Linked DNA regions of Gadus morhua: region 1 is linked to region 2. A link is a contact called in public Hi-C data. All regions are on one chromosome and are shown on one strand. Each heading gives the region's core, a stretch centred on a gene start, on an enhancer-like site or on the middle of the called end of the contact. The rest is flanking DNA. Distances are from core to core; before and after follow the strand shown.

Region 1 (6,608 bases), core at 2,480-4,979, 280 kb before region 2:
TTTAAACACTATATGCATTTTTATCAAATCTATCCTAAGCTGCAACTACACATCACAAACAGCAGAGGGTAGCGTGTCCATTTTAAAGGAAATGCGTCAAGTCATTGGTGCTACACGAAAAGGCCTGAAAGAGGCGCTGGTGATGCGACCGAGAAAGAATAAGGCGTATAATTCAGTCAATGCTGCACATTTAGCACAGGCCTATAACAATATTTCCTTTAAAAAAACAAGACTTTGTTATGATTTAGCAATTGCTTATCCGTTCAAGATGGAGTAAACATGTACCCTTTCATTGAATACCCCTTTTCATTCATGTTAATTAATATGCTGTGCGAGCAGTTAAAAGTTAAATTAATTGACTTGCCTAATTCTTACTACTTTAAGTTTAAACATTCCGGTTTTTAAGTGTCTGTAGTGTTTTTAGGCCTACTGCCTCTACAATAAATAATATATTTTTTCATAACACATTACATTTATTTGATTTACTGCTAGTGGATTATTAATGAGATACAAAATCTACGTTCCAAACAAACCTTCGTATTGTTCAAAAGATCTTTTAAAAAAAAAAGTATTTTAACTGATTGAATAATATTTTACCTTTAAATTAATTTTGAAATTGAAAACAATCTAATAAATGTAAAATCCTCGTTTTTGGGACCACTTGTGGAAACTTTGGGCCAATGGTGCAACGTGTCTAGTTGAGTGTACTCTATACAGCAACATGTAAAAATACATGATGCTCAGTCTGTTGCAGTTGCTGCTGTTGAGTATATAATTAGCTTTGTTTTTGTCATTCAAAATAGTAGCACGATATGCTTCTGAATAGGAGGTAATCCTCCTATTCATAATCCTTATTTTTCTGAGGTTAGGAGGGAAATGCTCAGAAGCATAGAAGCCCTTTTGGACCAAATGGAAATAGCCTACATGGAAATAAGTGACCAGAAATCAGAAACTCTTCGCAGATTTCAACCTTTGGACGAATGTTACCCTGACTATGACCTTGAACATAAAATCAACCAGGGTATCCCCACTAGGACCTAGTACGCCCTAACGACCAGGGAACCCCACTAGCAACTTGTACACCCTAACGATTAGGGTACCCCTATGACCTAGAACCCCCTTACACCCAGGATACCCTACTATGACCTGGTACCCCAATATGAAACAGTTATCCCATTAGCTGTAGTCTGATTTAAACAAACAAACAGGTGTAAACCGCTAGTGCCTGAAGCAAACTCGTTACCATGATTGGATCCACCTGTCCTAATTACTTAACTGTGTTTTCTGCATGGTTTTCTTCCTGTTTCACTTTACTTGTTTTCATCTTGACAGACTCCATCCAGAAAGACCATATGTTGCTGCTACTGCCATGGTTATTACTCTGATTAATTTGTCAAGTTGTTCAGGCCGTGAGTGTGGGCTATAGTGGTCTAGGCATGTGCGTGAGAGAAGGCAGGCACCGAATTTGTGAACACAGCATTTTACTGTTGATTGAGAATTTAAATGACAACGGTGTGTTTTTTTGTTCAGTCTAGTGTTGCCTTAGCTTAAATCATGCGTGTGTGTGTTTGTGCGTCTGTTTGTGTGTGTGTGTTTGTGTGTGTATGCGCGTACGCTAACTGTATGCCTATCCGGCTGCCATATGTGCATATCAAGGTGCATTAATATGTTTCGCTAAATATAGAGCCAAAGAACCTCAGAGACATTCTAATTAGAACCGGGAGAGAGACGCGGTTGTGAATCTCATTAGCAGAACAGGATGCAGGTCCGCGAGGTGTTGTGTAACGGAGCGAACATCGGATCCGCAGGCGAGTTACCTCACCCCTCGGATCCGATAAAATAAGCATTGACCCAAACACTAGAGCCAACTGAAAGTGACTCTCTCGCAGGTGTACTGTAACCATGGCGCCCTCTTAATTATGCATCCACCGCCGTGTCCACTGCCCCGGCCTTCGGAGTGGGCTCCTATCAGCAGGCCATTCATTAGGACCCGCTCGTTTCGGATTTACAGCCATCCAAGAAACCAATTGCTGTTGAATAGCGATCCGTCAACGCCTCTGTTTCAGGCCCTGTTTCCCTGTCCTTCTCGCTCTCTCGCTCTTGTTTTTTTTCTTTTCTCCTCATTCTGTCATTCATGGCTGCGAGGCTCGCAGTAAGTATCTATCAATGCTCGATCTCAGCTCTCAGCGCTGTCTTTTCCAGACACCAATATATCTCTCTGTCTCTCTCTCTCTTTCCTTTCTCTCAGCTTCTCTCTCGTCTCTCTCTCTCTCTCTCTCCCTCCGTCTCTCTCTCACTCTCCTTTCTCTCTGTCTCTCTCTTTCTGTCTCTCTCTCTCTCTTTCTGCTAACTCTCTCTCTCTCTCTCTCTCTCTCTCTCTCTCTCTCTCTCTCTCTCTCTCTCTCTCTCTCTCTCTCTCTCTCTCACTGCTTATTCTCTCTCTCTCGCTCTCTCTCTCTCTCTCTGTCTGCTAACTGTTACTCTCTCTATCTCTGCTCACTCTCTCTCTCTGCTCACTCTCTCTACCGTGGTTTGGCACATCTTTGTTTTCCCCTCAAACTTGTTAAAAAAGCACAAACTCACACACAAACAAACACATACCCACATAAACAAACACACAGACACACACGCATAAAAACAAATAAAAACACAAACACAGGGAAAACTCAAGGACATTCTCACCGTGAGAGAATGCCACACACTGTGAGAACAAGCAGTCAAACGGCGACAGGAAGATGGAAAGCGAGAGTGTGTGGATACCCAAACAGGAAACCAGCATAATTAATGTGCCAATTCAAACCAACTTCCTGTCCTTCCTCGTTGGCACACAGAGCGGGGGGGAAAAAAACGATCGCCAGGGAATTCGCTGTCTGCGGGCGGTGACAGCGGCGGTTCACCGGTGAACAATACGAAAAATTATGGATCTGTAGTCATGGCGACTCCCCAAGCCGGCAGGGATCAGCGTTCGTTAGGCCCGTGGTGATTCACAGGCTTTATTGGATAATGAGATTCTCCCTAAACAAGTCTGAAAGTGACTGCGAGCGACGGAGTGATTGCAGAACAGGCGATGTGGGAGTGGGGGAGGGGGTTTCAAATCAGACTCCGCTCCCCTTCCCGGACGGCATCAGGGCTTTTGTCTGGCTTCCTGCGCTGGGAATTGCACTGTTAGCCGGTGGCTCCGAAACTGACTCAGACCTGCCTCGGCTGGGCTGGTGTGGTTCTTGTTTATTCAGTTTTCCTTCTCCCTTCCGCTTTTTTGTCTTTGTTAAGTGTCTTTATTTGTCCGTTCCTCTCTTTCTCTTTGAGAGTGAGTGGATATTGAGGAGGCATGTGTCAGTTGTTTATATGTGTGTGTGTGTGTGTGTGTGTGTGTGTGTGTGTGTGTGTGTGTGTGTGTGTGTGTGTGTGTGTGTGTGTGCAAAGGGAGGGCTAAAGCTTATTTTCCCTCCTCCAGCTTTCCTTCTCTTCTCCTCCTCTTCCCATGTCTGCACACAGAGAGCGTGAGAGAGCACTCTTCTCTGACCACTTTCTTACCATTACTCTTTCCATTCCTTCTTTCTCTCTTTCTTGAATTCTCTTTAACCACCTGTGAATCTTTTAGATTCGAGCCTTCTGAGCTGAGAGAGAGAGAGAGAGAGAGAGAGAGAGAGAGAGAGAGAGAGAGAGAGAGAGAGAGAGAGAGAGAGAGAGAGAGAGAGAGAGAGAGAGAGAGAGAGAGAGAGAGAGAGAGAGAGAGAGAGAGAGGGGGGAGACTGCTGAGTTAACTGCTTGTGTGTGTAAAGACCACAAGAAGGAGAGACAGGAGGTAACAAGGGGTGAGAGAGAGAGTTGGCTGATTTAACTGCTTGTGTAATCACAAGAGACGGAGAGAGAGAAAGGGAGAGAGGGCAAGACGAGGGTAGAGAGACACCAGAATTAAGTGAGAGAGAGAGAGAGAGAGAGACAGGGTGAGCTAAGGGGAGCGAGAAGCGAACGTGGAGGGAAAGGAGATACGCGTCCCGACAACAATGGAAACTCAATCAGGAAACGGAGACGAGGCGGAGGCCGGGGGGGGAAGCGGCGTGTCACTGACCCCGCGCTCCACTTCCTGTCGCCCCCCTGGACCCGGAGCCGCAGCCACGGCAACGGAGGCCAAAAGCAGCGAGCGCTTCGACGTGCGACTGAAAGACCTGCGCAGGGTGTTCGAGACGCCGGCCTCCTCCGCAGTGAGTAGGGCGCCCGCTCCCACGGGACTTTTACTTTGCTGAGTCGGCTCCTTGGTTCTCCGCTGGAAGGCTGGAAAGGTGGTTGTGTAAGGTCAGGTTTATTTTACTGTTATTATTGATTTATGTAGTGTTTTAGAGTGCTTTAAGAGTTGCTGTTTGATCCGGCCCGACTGGCACCGGCTCTGCAGATGAGACAGAATGGAATTTTGATGAATTGCTTGTGAACTTTTATTTTCTTAAAATGAGGTTGAAGGGAAGGTTTACTTTCCTAAACGACATGTCAGAGAACTCTCTTTTTCGTTTCTTCGATGACGTGTCACAGAACATTTATTTTCTCATGTGTCGCAGAACCTTTTTTTTCTTAGACCGAGGTGTCAGTGTAGTGTCTTCAAGGAAATGTCACCGTTTTTAGTATTCGGACATTGAATAGTGCAGAATCTTTCTTTTCTTAAGACGAGATAAGAATACAACTTTTATTTTCTTAAATTACGTGTCACCGAATGTTTACAACGTTTATTTTCTTAAATGACATGTCACAAATGTTTATCATGTTTATTTTCTTAAATAATATGTCACCAAATGTTTATTTCCTGAGCTTTCATTTCAGGAACTTTTAATTTTCTCATGAGCTCTCACACAACATCTATGCATCAGCTGAGATGGCACACATTTCATTTTGAACTTTCACATTTCCAATGAGCTGGAACACAGCCATGGCACCACCTGGGTCAAAATAAACTGTCAATGTAGCTAACCGATCGTTAACTACACCTCTCTGGTGGTATATTTTCCACTGGCTGAGGTTTGACTGCATTTTTAACACTGTTGGGGCATTTATCAGATTTTCAATATATTGAAATATTCATGAACTGCTGGACCTTTACCTTCAGTTCATTCAATGGCTTGTGTGTGTGTGGGGGGGGGGGGGGGAGGGGATTGTGTATGTGTGTGTGTGTGTGTGTGTTCGTGTGTGGGTGGTGATCTCAACTTTCCTATGCAATGCGACACTGTGAGGCTGTGCCTGTGTGTGTGTGCGTGTGCATGTCTATGTGTGTGTGTGCAATACATTTGTGAATATGAAACCTTTTGAATCCCTATACCGTAGGCAATGGGTGCTGGACCTTGAAGCTAAGAAATAGTTTTGTGTGCAAAATCAGTTTTCAATTTTTTTCCGAAAGACGCAGGTTAAACTGCCTGTGGTGTTGCCGTGGATACGGTAGCGTGTTTGTAACTCGGTCGGCAGCAGAGCTATGATTACAGCTCCCGGTTTGTTTCTTTTTTAGTTTTCCGGTTGGGTTCAAATCGCTGACTTGGCCCTTTTCTCTTGCTGGTGGCTGAAGGTCACAGTCAAACTCCTCCTCTCCTTGGCTTTTTGCCTTGTTACTTTTTTTTCAACTGGGTTTTTCCTTTTTTCCGGTTGGGAATTGGCCTCTCCAGAAGGAAAATGTAAGCCTGTCGGAGTCGGTAATGGGGTCGTTCCAGAGAGATATTCTGCTCTCTCCTATTGAACCAGAAGCCTGTGATGGGGAGCTGAGTCTGGCGCTACATCAGCAGGAGACACTCAAAAAGTTTACCAGGAATCACTGGAATACTCTCTTTCTTTCTCTCTGCTCTCTCTATCTTGCTCTCTCTCTCTCTCTCTCTCTCTCTCTCTCTCTCTCTCTCTCTCTCTCTCTCTCTCTCTCTCATTCTCCCTCTCTCTCATTCTCCCTCTCTATCAATATCCCTCTCCCGCTCTCTATATCAGTATATTTTGTTTCTCTCTCTCTCTCTCTCTCTCTCTCTCTCTCTCTCTCTCTCTCTCTCTCTCTCTCTCTCTCTCTCTCTCTCTCTCTGTCTCTAGCCATGGAAGAAAAATCTATTTCAGGGTTTTGAACTAGTTCCCAAGTTCCTCCCCGGATAGAGGGGTCAACGGTCAAACCAGCTGAACTCTACTCAACTCAGATCAACTGCCCGCTCGGTTTTTCAGTGTCAGGGGCCAAGCTGATTATTAATTAATTGTTAAATAGCTGAATTGCTAATGCTAAAAAAATGCACAATAGCAATCTGGGATTCACTTTTAATTATGTTAATTGAGGTTATCAAGGTGTGCATTAAGCATCGGGAAATTATGTTCAATCAAGTCCATTGCAACCTCATGTCAATCGATTTCCTTCTCACTTCAGTGATGATTGGAGTCTGCTTTCCCTCTTTCCCACTTAGCGAATTACTTAAGTACACTCACATGGACAGTGCAGGTGAATGAAGCAACGTTGTTTCAGTCCTGTTGTCCACGACTTTAATGAGTATTATAAGTAGCAGAAGTAGGACAAATGACTGAACTGCGAGTTAAGTAGATCATGAATAAACTATTTACCTACTACTGCTAGTAGGTGAATTGCGGATGCATTGTGGGATCTGTAG
Region 2 (7,264 bases), core at 3,844-6,343:
AACTGAAAAATAACGCAGTTGACTTAAATTATTCTGATTACATACATTTAACGTATGATGCGGATTGAAATAAAATAAAGTGCGAAGATAAAACATAGTCGTTCTTCTCCTACTAGGCTACATATCTTCAGTCTGACTTCAGTTCACCACCACACCGTCTGTGTCACCAATTCTCCTTTTCCTCCAAACCATGCGTACGCATGGGTCAGGGTTTGCTTAGGACTGCGCACATTCTCCCGCCAAATTAGTTTTTTATAGAACACAACCGTGGCGTGGAAAGTCACGTACGCCAGTTTCAGCCCCGTTTTGTGCGTACACAACGGTTATAAATGAGACCGCTGGTCCTCACAAGGGTATGCCTATCACAAAACAGCGTTTATCACACTGGGTTGTTGAGGCTATAGTTTTGGCTTATTCAACAAAAGGGCTGGAGGCACCTGTTGGTTTGCATGCACACTCAAAAAGGGGCATTGCCACGTCGTGGGCCTTGTTTAAAGGGGTTTCGTTAGAGGCGCTGTGCAAATCAGCTTCTTGGGCTTCACCCACTACGTTAACACACAACAAAACATCGAACAAAACAATCAAAAACCTCATATACATACATCTCAAGATGACAAAACGCACAGACATTACAAAACAATACACAGTACAACAGGGGGGGGGGGGTGCAGATCCATGATATTCAATAAATTTGTTTAAATGCCCAGTTTCTCAAATACAGTCTTATAAATTCTTATGAAAATCCATGGACCTTCCTCCCCACGGTCAAGATCATTGAGGAACGAGGTTGTTACAGACTTGACGTTACTGCGCCTCGCTTGGCTCATGCTGTCTTGAGTGTGAACTCATAGGGAGCGCAGGAAGCTGTCATGATTGGAATGGTCACGTATCGTTGAGGTTGGCCTGTCCGGCAATACGGGAGTAAACATATCCCATACATGAGATACCTCACGAATGCTTGAAAGAGAAATTAAGGTTACGACCGTAACCCCGGTTCTCTTATAGCTTGAGTGAGGTATCTCACCGGATTACCCTTCTTTGCGGTGAGCGAGAAGAGTTTGCTGCCTTGAATTACTCCGTATGCACGGTCAGATAATTACATAGGGGGCTGACCTGGGTTCGTCAGACGTGGCCTGCCAATCTTGGCTGGCGTAGTGATAAAGTGCTTCTGAGGGATACGCGGGGAGGCGTACCCCATATGTGAGATACCTCACTCATGCTGTAGGGAACAGGGGTTATGGTCGTAACCTTAAGATATTGCATGTATGGAGGCGCTTGGCTTAGCCTAACTTAAAATGTCTGGTCACCAAGTTGCCATTTAAACTCCACAGAGGTGGAGATCAGAAGTCTATAAGCTACAGGAAAGGCGGACCAGCAAGGCAAGATTCAGTGATCTGGTCGAGTTCACTGATAAAAACAACTACGGATCACAACACACCCTGTATGTTGCAACATTCAAGATAAAAAACTAGTTTGCAAGACTAGGTCAAAGGAGTCCAGAGTTATCAAGTCACAGAGGCTGAAATTCCCCAGCAACAGCTTTGCAAGCAGTCTGGCAAACTTTAAGGCTAATACAATCTCACCCTCGCCTCAAAACAGATATACTCACAAGCTATTACCTCTCATCTCAACTCAAAAGATCAGCTTCTTAAAATAAAAGGGAATCTGTTCAAGGCACATGAGCACAAACTTTACTAGTCGCCCCTGATTAAATCAAACCCGTCCAACTGTGCTTCACATAGGTAAAATGGAAAATGAAAAGGAATAAAATTATGACCAACCGAAGAGTCTGAAACATCAAAGAACGGTGTGGAGGCTTCTCTGAAAGCATATGGGCATATTGGGGCCTGTGAAGAGGAGTGAGTATTATCTATTGTGTCTATTAAAGTGAAATCCAGCAAAAGAAATGAAATAGTGCAAATATATGTATTCCTTGACCGTGCTTGCTCAGCTATGGTTTGTATAGAGTAGACCAACTCAAACACCCGTTGTATATCAGAGGAAAGGGAACAAACATCCTTCTCCGCACCATGGCTCAAGAAAAGACAGTCAGCAGTCACATAGTCTCAGGTCTGGAGGTGAACACATTTTCGAACTGGTAAAGCAAATGTTGGAAAGTATCTTTAAATTGGTGACTTTCAATGTTTGTAAATATTGCTTAATTGTAACTGTCCACTTGTTCCATCATTTTATTTATTGTTTATTATTGTTTATTTTTTATATTCCCTTACTTGTTCGAAATAAAAAAATATTTTCAATTCAATTCAATACATTCACACAGCCCTCCCAGAGGCTTACGCAGAAGACCATACCTGTCACCAAACAAAGCACCCCAAACCCGAATCTATCTAAGTGTCCATACCTCAAAAAGAGAGGGTCAAAAAGAGCAGTAAAGATCTCCCTCGCCTGGGTGGTTAATGGTCCATTAAGAGGATGAAAAGAAAAGGTAACAAAAATCATTCAATCTCTGCCACCAGGATTTCATTGTTCAACCTTCAGGAGCTACGGGTCTCACAGTACAATAAAGAATTCAATGAATACACATATGGAGACACAAAGGAAATGCCTTAGAAGACAAAAAGTTCTAGAAGATTGCTAAAGACTCAGCCAACATTGTGGATGAACACTACAGTCTCAGGTGACCGTTCAGGAAAGAAGTTTTTGACGGGCTGATAATCATGTTGCTGAGCATGGTATTTCCAACCTTAAAAAGAAATTTCCAAAGAAATGAGGCATTTCATGATGAATGCAAGGAATTTCTCACTGATGTAATTGACATAGACTACACTGAGGCAGTGCCACAGGGGAAGCTAACGTGCGAAGACGGGTGTACCACTCCCAGAGAGGCAAACTCAGGACTTGTGTTTGAATGTGGTGCATCTTTCTCACAACTCCGAAATTCTTCAATGCCCTGACTTAACCAATCTTCTCATAGGGGTACTCGCCAGATTCAGCCAGCAGCCAATCGGAATGATGGATGGTTTTAAATCAAGGTTCTGCATATTGTGTACCTATAAACAGCATATAATGACTGTTTTGTGCTTTTATGCAGGAAACCTCAGCCTTAAAGGGGATGGGATCACCTACTTACTTATTCAATCCTCAGAATGAACCCAATAAAGGGGTAGTCATCTCATGTTTACATAAAAATGTAGGCGTAGATGTTACATTTGTAGTAGCGACATAGCTAGTAGCGACATAGCTAGTCTGCAGCAGGAGCCACATGTGTTTGCTTGCTTTCAGCTTGGCTTACTTCATCTAGTCTATAACTTATAGCTACTCTGCAGCAGGAGCTACATGTTTTTGCTTGCTTTTAGCTTGGCTTACTTCATCTACTCAACAACTTTCCAGATCCAATGAGGAAATAACTGCAGAAGCCCCCAGCTGCTGGAGAAGGGACACCTGATCTCTACTATATTCTACAAAGCACCTTTTAAACACATGTTATTGAAGCAAATAATATTTTCTTTGACTAGGACTGTCTGACTTAATAATTGGGTCAAACCTGAACTATAAATATTTCATGAGGAAACAGGAAATAATTTTTAATAAATGAACAGTGTATTTTTCTTACTGCTACATCATTCTACTTGTTTATCGCAGAAGTTTATTTTGTGGAGCTTTAATAGCGCTTTTGTTCACATATTTGTTAATGATAAAGTTTGTTTGAGAAATATTTTTATTTATAAAAATTTAAAAATCGATTTTGTCTGAAACCTTTGTGATGTTTTTTGTCTATATTTTTACTGAGAATGAGTTGGTGGTGATAAGGCAGCACTTCTGCCTTATCACCAGTGTAGTGACCCTGAATGTGTCGGTAAAATAATTTTGAGCCACTGATAACCTTTAATGCTACCTACGCCCCTAGAGGGGCAGCACCTGATCTCGCCTCGGGCACCATAATGGCTAGAGCCGGCCCTGGTTTTAACTCTTATCCATGGTCGGGGCAGTGTTACAAATGTTCAAAGCCACTTTAAGTGGGACGTTATAGGAACGGAGGGAAGTACATTATGTTAAACATAGGGATAAGAAAAAGGTAACTCTAGAAAGCAGGTAGCCTGGGAACCACATCAATCTCACAAGATCATGATTAGAAAACATGCGGAGAGGAGTGAAAAGTTTAACGATTGCAAGCAAAAGTGCTGAAGTTGGGAGTTTTTAATTGCATCAACTAAAATACTGGAATTAATATTTTTTCCTTTACGCCTGGAGTGTATCATTCTTGGGGGTAAAATAATACAGTTAAAGTGATGTTTACCAGCACAAGCTAAATCCATAGTATAATGGAGATCCACGTGTGATGTTGAATTTTTTATATTTACAAATGTAGGCCCTGATTGCCCCCCATAGTGGACACACACATGCACACACACACACACACACACACACACACACACACACACACACACACACACACACACACACACACACACACACGGACACACACACACACACACACACACACACACACACACACACACACACACACACACGGACACACGCACACGCACATACAGGTACGCACGCAAGCGCGCACACATGCACGCACAAATAGAGCATGAACAAGTGCATGTGCTGACAAATAAACAGCACTGGTTGAGTTGGCCCTTTTGAGGCCTAGTTCACAGTGTATTTGCTTTGGAATTTCATGTCTAATCTGTTAAATGGCCACTGAACCAAATTATATCAAAGCGTTGCAGCCAACAAAGGATTAATAATTGGCCGACAATATTTGGAATGAGATCGAATTGGTGTCAAAGGGCATGAACAGAGAAGGGCTGTCGTGTGGTGCGTTCAGAGTATACAAAGAAGTCCGATATCTGCAACGTTGCTGCCACCTGGTGTACACTTCACTCCTTTAAAATAGTAAGTTATTAGTTAGTTTCTTTTACGTTTTGCTCAAGCATCCAACTCACATTTTTCTAAATAACCTTAACACGTTTTAGGTTTCCAATTTAGCCCCATCGTGGCCTTTCAACACCATCAGACCAATCCAGTTTCGTATACCTTGTCAGAGCATTTATTCACAGGATACTATCCGGGCTCCAGCCTCGGGATTGGTGGAAACAAACACGAACCAAGAGAAAGTGCACCGCCCCATGGCACCGCCCCGTGTAACCCTTTCCCTACAGAGTAAGGAGCGCTACTTTCCGCTCCACACACACGTGAATTTGCAGCTGTGATCGTTGGGTTCAAATCTCCCTCAGCTTGAAGACTGGAGGCTTTAACTCAGCAGAAAGTAAGCATTTTCTTTTCACTGCACCGTCTGTTTTGTATTTCTGTGTGACGGAAATAATAATCAATGTTTTTGTTATTAGTATTATTCATTTGTAACTTTTTTGACAAGATGTAGGCATTGCTGGCGGTCAATATATTGGCCTATATGCCGCCTACCGTTCCTAGATATATGGATAGACGCCTATTAAGACATATTAAAAACGGTTATTGAACGAGTTGTGAACGTTTAGGCGAAACCAAGACTGATGATGAGATTTTTTAGTAAAGCCTTTCTCTATTTACTGCATGGTTCAGTCCTGTGTGGATCCAGTACAGTGCGCTAGACACAGACCTGGATGGCAGCAGCAAGGCCTGCACTCTGTTTACTCCCTACTATATCTACTTTATCTACTCCCTACAGCAGGTTCAAAAAAATAACAGCAGGGTATGAAGTAGGTCTGTGAGTTTTCTGGGACATTTTGAGAGCTTTGGAGCAAGTGTGTGTGTGTGTGTGTGTGTGTGTGTGTGTGTGTGTGTGTGTGTGTGTGTGTGTGTGTGTGTGTGTGTGTGTGTGTGTTTGATATCTGTATTTGTGTGTGATTGATATCTGTATTTGTGTGTGTGTGTGTGTGTGTGTGTATATACACACACACACATACAAATATATACACACATAAATATATATGTGTGTGTGTGTGTGTGTGTGTGTGAGGGAGAACTAGATAACGAGAAAAGATTGTGGCCAAGGTTCAAGGTTTTGATGACAGCTTACCTTCCTGGCACTTGTGAAGACAAGAGATAAAATAATCTGACCCTAACCCTAACCCTCAATTAGCTAGAACAGACACTACAGAACCTTCTCTTGCAGTGGGCCACAGTAGTAATGGAACCATGTTAGACATGTGAAACACAGCAAGCTAACATTTTATACCCCAACTAAAAGTAGTTGTTGCAGTTTCAGCAGCAGTTGTATGATATTGGCAGTATTAGTGGGATGGGGTAAAGGGTGTTCAAATAGATAATTGTGTAGGATAGATTTATGTACAGATTTCCTACACACAGCCGGCATGCAAGTACCAATTAACTAACAGTGGGCCTGTTCCCCAGTAGAGCTTTATGTCAAGCAATGTCCTATCTTCATGGACCACGTAAATATTTGAACATTGTGTGCAATGTTGGTTTTGTTTGGTCGTTTGGTGTCTGTTGCGTTTTTAATCTTTGTCTATTGTCATTGATACAGTAAACCACTCTCAGCCTATATAACCTGAGACAAACGATTCTGTAGTGAGCTGGTTTTTAACGAAAGTGAAAAAGAAATTGGGATTTAAAGCTAACCTATTATACCAACAGCTGTGGGTGTGTTTTACATTTTTGGTGGGAGATTTTTAAATGTGACATATTATACCACCGGGTGTCTGTGTGATTAGCCGTTACAAGCCGTTTTCAAAAAATCGTCCTCTTCTGACATCACGTGGGCGACGCCCACCTGATAAGCAACGTTTGACTGTAGCAAACGTTGCCAGGCTTGTAGACTGATCTATCCAACAGGCTTGTAGACTTATCTATCCAGCACACATCTAGGTTGACATGCTCACTTGTGACATCAGAAGAGCCAGATTTTTCAAAACGTCTTGTAACGGCTAATCACACAGACACCCGGTGGTATAATATGTCACATTTAAAAATCTCCCACCAAAAATGTGAAATGTAAAAAATGTAAAATAATAAAATAACTATCTGTGTGTCCTCTGTGTGTCCGATCTCCCTTGTTTCTTGGGCGGTTCAGGCATGTACCTGTACGTCCTGGGCGCGGTCGTCGTCTACTACCTGTACCGCTGGCTGCGGGAGTTGGCCCGCGTGGGCGACAAGGCCACCAAGCACGTGTACATCACGGGCTGCGACTCGGGCTTCGGCAACATGCTGGCGGGCCACCTGGACTCGCTGGGCTTCAGCGTGATCGCCGGCTGCTTCACGGAGAAGGGCGAGGAGGACCTGCGTAAGCGCTGCTCCTCCAGGATGACCACGGCGCACCTCAACGTCCGCAGCC

What was found. A called contact is a pair of places that touch in the nucleus more often than the background predicts.
Region 1: a contact with region 2 is called in a Hi-C map of heart, with 4 times the contacts expected there. The contact joins the promoter of xirp2a here to the promoter of dhrs9 in region 2. A contact is called at or near these places in 4 of 6 Hi-C or Micro-C datasets (blood, gill, gonad and 1 more).

Annotation. Positions count from the first base shown.
Region 1 is chr4:31,923,960-31,930,567 of gadMor3.0, reverse strand. xirp2a (xin actin binding repeat containing 2a) reads left to right here and starts at 3,729. Exons shown (of 10, transcript XM_030353403.1): 1 at 3,729-4,205. The coding sequence starts at 4,008.
Region 2 is chr4:31,641,369-31,648,632 of gadMor3.0, reverse strand. It overlaps dhrs9 (dehydrogenase/reductase (SDR family) member 9), which reads left to right and starts at 5,093. Exons shown (of 5, transcript XM_030353647.1): 1 at 5,093-5,239; 2 at 7,004-7,264. The coding sequence starts at 7,006.